2 separate regions of the Mus musculus genome follow, and region 1 is linked to region 2. Evidence: chromatin contacts called from public promoter capture Hi-C data. All regions are on one chromosome and are shown on one strand. The core of a region is the stretch at or near the end of the contact, and the rest is flanking DNA. Distances in the headings are between cores, read along the strand shown. Region 1 holds the start of 9130401M01Rik (RIKEN cDNA 9130401M01 gene). Region 2 has its middle 150 kb from the start of Gm46516.

The links. Promoter capture Hi-C pulls out the DNA fragments that hold promoters and counts their contacts.
Region 1: a contact with region 2 is called in a promoter capture Hi-C map of 3T3-L1-derived adipocytes, with 9 times the contacts expected there. The contact joins the promoter of 9130401M01Rik here to the enhancer-like site in region 2. A contact is called at or near these places in 4 of 39 promoter capture datasets (3T3-L1-derived adipocytes, cranial neural crest, embryonic stem cells and 1 more).

The regions. Positions count from the first base shown.
Region 1 is chr15:58,032,661-58,035,916 of GRCm38.p6, reverse strand. It overlaps 9130401M01Rik (RIKEN cDNA 9130401M01 gene), which reads left to right and starts at 1,623. Exons shown (of 6, transcript NM_029418.4): 1 at 1,623-1,833. The coding sequence starts at 1,717.
Region 2 is chr15:56,076,577-56,079,557 of GRCm38.p6, reverse strand. No RefSeq gene overlaps it. Among named protein-coding and RNA genes, the nearest start is that of Gm46516, 150 kb to the right of the region's middle. Within about 2 kb of position 1,622, at least 42 of the 459 cell types and tissues checked have an H3K27ac peak or open chromatin away from gene starts, as enhancers often do.

The sequences.
Region 1 (3,256 bases), core at 374-2,873, 2.0 Mb before region 2:
GTACTTACATATAATAAATAAATAAATAAATCTTAAAAAAAAATTTGGGTTCACATTTTCAAATGAAAGGTAAACAATTACTAGTCAATAGACATAGCTTTCTTTTTGTAGACAAATCTGCCATGACTGTGGGAGTAGAGTAAGCAAGGAGGTTCTTTTAGCAAAAGGTTGGAAACTACTGAGCCCAGGAATCTTGAGTGCAAAGGGCAAAGAGCTATCACTTCCCCACGTGCAGCCCTTAAACAACTGCTGCCATTTTAGCACACGCTCTGGTTCAGTTGTTGGGCAGGAGGCTAGAGCTAGCAGGCCTGAGCAGGAGGGAAGACATTCTGAGATCAAATATCTTTCATAAAGAAAAAGCTGGAAGAACTCCTCCTTGCCCGCCTTTGCTCTGCTCTTCCTCCGCTCCTGGAGCAGAGATCTTGAATACACCCATGACACCCCTTTCACCTCTAAAGCTTTGTGTGCCTTATTTTAATCAATACCCATTTTATAGACTGGGTCACACAGCTAGCGAGCCAAGGCAACAGAGCCACACACACGTGGCTCTTGCAGTCCTTCAGTACTGTGCTGACACAGTTCTGGGCATAGACAGGGCATACTGGGATTAGGGCAAGTATAGCCCTTTTTAGGACATTATTTTTTTCCTGGTGATATTAGGAACTTTTCTTATAATTCTCTATAATATCTGAATTTTTCTTAATAAGAAGTATTGCATTTCTGATGAGAAAACAAAACAAAAACCCCAGGTATTAAAAAAGAACTTCTCTGGATGGATCCCACAGTAGCTACTGCCTGGAGGCTCCCTGCGTGGACTCTTCCAATGAGGCTATTGAATATGCACTGAGTTCCACATTTGGTGAGCCAAGGGCAGATGAATTTTGAAATCCGGGGAGGTGGTTTGGGTTGCCCTGTACGAGTCTGTAGAGTAGAAAATAGGGCTGAAGGAAAAACCCTGGAAGCAACTGGTGGAAGAGGAGCAAGTGTGAGGGCAAATAGAAAAGCTTTATTACTAGCTCCACATTAGTGCTCTATAACACAAGCCAGTGTTTTGTCCACGACCTTTACATTCTAGAGTCAAAACGTTTCTTGAAAGTCTCAAAATTCTGCTAGCCTTGATCCAAGTCTTTAAATTGTGATGTCTAGTTTTTTTAGTAAATGCGTGAAGAGTTCTGGTCTCTTCTTCAGAGACCCTGGGCTTTTGAACAAGTTACCTGACTTCTTCAAGCCCAGTATCTCCTTTTACAAGATAAGAATAACCGGGCTCTTCTCACAGTTATTGGGAAAGAAATTTTAGAAATAAAATGCAAAATAAAATGGGGAGAATACTGTCAGTGGTTTAAAGCTGATACTTACCAAGTTAACTGGCTCTCCAGAGACCACGACTATTCGAGGTACTCAGGAGGAACTCACTCTATCCAGCTCTAGACACAAAGAGGTCAAAACCTTTGTTGGGTGGTTTAGGAGGCCCTGGAGTCAGGCAAGAATTTCTGCTCCACCACGGAAATCCCCAGCCGCTGAAAGACTACCACTCCCAGAATGCAACGCTCCGGCCGACAACCCACCGCTTCCGTGTGGGCGGCGCGCCGGTGCCGCTCTACACTCTACCTTGCCTCGGCAGCCTTGGCGCGGCTGCTGTCGCGCGCTTTGGAGGCTGGGTGATGGGCGTCGCTCTAGGTGTCGCCTCGTTTCGAGGTCCAGTTGCACTTCCGCGCGATGGAGACCGGATGCTGGGTGCTGGGCGGCGAATTTGAGGACTCGGTGTTCGAGCAGAGGCCGGAGCGCCGGCCCGAGCCGCCCTCCCCCTACCGCGCCAAGCTCTGCGAGCCGCAGGTGAGACGGCTGCCCCTCTTGCCGCTCCGCTCTGGAGCCGGCCTGCGGCGAGGCCCACCACCGTCACTGTCCACCCGCCCTGCAACCAAGCACGGCGACTTCACTCTTGTACCCTCGGGTTGTCTGTCTCCGTCCCCCACCCTCAACCCACGTGTCCTGCAGGCGGGCCCGGGCTAGCATCACACGCCCCCTTCCTGCCTCCAGCCCCGCCCAGGTGCTCCGCCGTAGCATCCTTGCAGGCCTGCTGGCTGCCTAGAAGAATAAAATAGTTCCAAGCTAATTATGTTTCATCATTTCCTAGTAATGTATTGAGACTTGGATATGTTATTGTTGAGTTGGGATGGCTAGCTATGTGACTAAATGGTTGCAGAGTGCCGAACCTAACGGTGGCTCAAATACCTCGTCTCGAGTGACCCAGTGTTTAAAGAATAGAACAAAGTTTTTCTTACTGTGATGGCCCAGTAGAAGGAGAGGCACTAATTTAGCACGCTTATGATGAGCCTTGATACTCAGTGAAGTGTATTTCTCAGAATACAACCAAGCTATTACAATGTTAACTGTACTGAGTCAACAGAATTTAGAGACTTTCTTCAGCCTCAGCAGGTTTTATTGTAAAAGAGAATAGGAGATGCTTCTTTGGGGCTGGAAAATTGGGCATGCAGAATGCTTTTCATCCTTTTTTTTTAATTCTTTCTTGGTAGTTACATCTGGATCTCACCTTATGTCCAGTGGGTTTACATCAGAAGAGGTCGTCTTACAGATGTGTCCTCAGATCCTCCAAATCTTTGTCTGGGATGCACAGAAACCTGACTCCAGTTAAAATTTCCTGTGCTCTGTGTGCCTTTGTAGCATTTTTATAATAGGACCATCGCCATAATCACAGTTTCCTACGTCTTGTGCACAATTTTGTCAGTCCCTATTCACTCTCAATTGCTCTAAAAGAAAGCAGATAGCACTTTAAGAGTCACTGGACTGCACTTGGTGATGTCATTTCCAATAACTTCACTGTGGTTGAAACCGTGTGCTTTTATTTATTTTTTAAATCTGTCATTGACATGTATAGACATGTGATCATTACAACTTTTATTTTTTAAAACCACGTTCATTTATTTGTGTGTGGGTGAGAGAGCCATGGCACTGTGTGGCGGTCAGGGGACAAACTGCAGTTGTTGATTCTTTCCTTCCACCACATGGGGCCCATAGATCAAATCAGGTTGTCCGACCTAGTGACAAGTGCCTTTACCCGCCGAGGCATCTCACAGGCCGTCTTATCATTTTAATAAAAATTGGGCTGTCAGAGAGATGGCTCAGCAGGTAAAGTCACCTGCAGCCGAGTTTGATGAACTGTGTTCTATCACCAGAGCTGGAAGAGTAGAAGGAGAGAACCAACCAGCAGTTATGCTCTGACTTCCGTATGTGCTCA
Region 2 (2,981 bases), core at 373-2,872:
ATGGGAGAAGATTATGAAAAGCTAATTAGTAATGGTCTTACTTGGGACATAATGAGACTATCCAAACTTGGATTTTAGTGATGGCTACATAATTATTTAAATAAATTACAAACTTTGAATTATGCACTTAAAATAGGGAAATAGATATACAAATAATATTGTAATAGAACTCCTTACAAAGATCCTTTTAAATTTTTAATCCAAGACAAAAGGTTCAGCACTTAAAAGTTATGCATTCAAACAACATTAAATGATCCCAACCGGTTACATTTATATTCATTTGCCTTCATGTGTAATAATAATAGTTTAAAAAAAACATGAATTTCTTATGGACAAGAGGCAGGAGGACATAAGAAATATTTGGACAAGGAATGTAATTCCTTAATATTTATGATATAATTATGTTTTAATAAACTAAAAAAGAATATATCTATGTATACATATATACATTTATAGATATATATGTGCAACTTCCTGCTAGAAGGTATTAGCCATGGTGTTCCAGAGCTACCATATTCCTTTACATATTATACACATTCACCAAGCAAAATATAAAGCCTAAATGTCCTTTTGAAATTTCTAACCACCTCCTCAGAACCTTATCCTTCTCCTACCCAGAAGTCAAGTTAAAGCAAGCATGAAAATAAGCCTAAAGATGCCAAGGCTATAACTAGGTCTTGGGGTAGGAAGTGGAGTCTATGATGTCTGGTTTTCAACCTAAAGTTCAGTAGTTTTCCATGCTCGAGTACACTATCTTTCATGTTTTAATAGTTTATAGAACAGAACTTTGCTCACACAGTCTCCAACCTTGACTATTTCAACGATTTACTTAGTCTCAATATTGTTAAGTTATATTCAAATTTTCCTCTTCATTTGGAGATTAAAAAGTGGCCTTATTTTTCTACTCATTTTAGTTAGCATCCATAAATCACCTCCTTTATAACAATTACTAGCCCAGGTATTGAATCTAGCTAGTTCATTAATATGTTTTAAACATTACTAAACAGAAGCATTTCCTTCGCTCAAGACAATGCAAACGTGTCTATCAAGGTAAAACAGAGGTGTTAACTTAATTAAATAATTTAAGTTGTCAGCCATGCAAACAAAGCAAAGGATTTGGGGGTGAGATAACCCAGTGTGATATAGACAGCTACATATGACGATATCTCCCCAGCAATGCCATTCTTATTGTTCGAGCCCTATGTCTTGTGTACACAGTAGAGCATAAGTAATCCAGAGAGAATGGTGAAGGGAGCATATTTTCCAAATGGTACATGATTTTCCAAAAATATGCTGCAGCTAAAATCTCACTCGCATCAAGAGAGGAATAGAGAACACACTGAGCCACCGCTCCGTCCCTTGACTTCCTTTGTGCTCCAAGATTTACCTTGACCATTCCCTTCCTCATTCGGCTGGCTTCAATTACTGCTAGCTTTAGCTTCAGCAGACAACAAAGCATTGAAAACTCAGTTTTCCATTCTTCAAAGTGAGTTACTAGAAAAAGTTAAATGCAAGGCAACAAAGGGCATTTAATCATCAGGATCGCGCCCCTTGCTGTGGTGAAACCACACAGCTTGGCTCCCTTCCAAGGCTAGAATTAATGAATGAGCAAGATTCTCCTGGAAAGCCTGTAACTACTGCCTGCTTAGCCCAGTGAGCCTGCCCCTTTATTGCTTTTGGCATGTCTGCCTGTTACTAATGGATCGGCTCCCCTTGAGAATACACGCGCGTATTCTCACACACACACACACACACACACACACACACACACAGAGAGAGAGAGAGAGAGAGAGAGAGAGAGAGGGAGAGAGAGAGAGAGAGAAAGACAGACAGACACAAAGACAGAGAAACACAGAGACAGTGAGACAAAAACAGACAGAGGCAGACAGAGACAGACAACAGAGACAGAAACAGACAGAGACAGAGAAGAGGCAATACATTAAAAATCCATATTTGTTTCTTCCCTTCATTTTGTAAGAGACTTTCAGGGACTTCCTGTTGCTGAGATAAAAAAGAGTTGGGCATTAACAAGAATACAGCAATTTCTCCTGCTCTCTTTGTTGTCTCTGGAGTACTTGGAACTGTTTTTGTCTTGGACTATAGAGGCTCAGACACCCAATCTTTCCCAAATTTGGACCTCAGTAGTCCCTGTAAATGACCATCATGGACCCCTCTGCCTATTTCATCCATTTCAAAAAGGATGGTCATGTAAATACAGATTGGCTTTTATTTTAGAACTCCCATCTGGAGCACTCCACCTCTCTGGTTCCTATAATGTAAAACAGGTCTGACCCTGCACAGTGACTTGTCTTAGCTGCCATCCAATATCATGCCCTTCTTATGTAAATGTAATTGCAATTTCCTTGTGGAGAGCTCCCTCTTCCCTGTCTAAACATGATTTTACAACTTTAATCGAGTCACTCTGCCCACTGTCAGCCAAAGGACAAGCATAGGACATATCCAGGGAACACAAATGTGCTCCCCAAAATATTGATCTGTGGCAGAATTACGAAAAGTATTAGGCACAGTTAGGTTTCATTCTCTGAGGTAGAAAAGTATTAAGGCAAAGGTATTTCATCAGTTCCTAATGTAAGGAAATCACACTCTGTTCTCACAGCCTCCAACACACACACACACACACACACACACACATCTGTGCAGGCCAAGTCCTCCACTCCCCTTTATAGTCCACAAACAACTTTATTCCTTCCAATAAATTACCTCTTTGCATAAGTTAACCAGAGTCAGTTTCTGTTATATGAAACCAAACAGCTGCATAATAAGCTCAATTTTTCTTAGTTTAATAAAGCTAACTTAAGGATGTACTAACAATGTGGTCCCTGAAGATAGGCTAGGCTCCCACTCCACCAAGAGCACTTTAATAATAAATGCATCTATGTACCTTAGACAACTTTGCAGAGTTTTTTAGCTCCCTTTTCTCCTAGCTTCCTTTCTTCCTCCCTCCTTTCTACATACATACA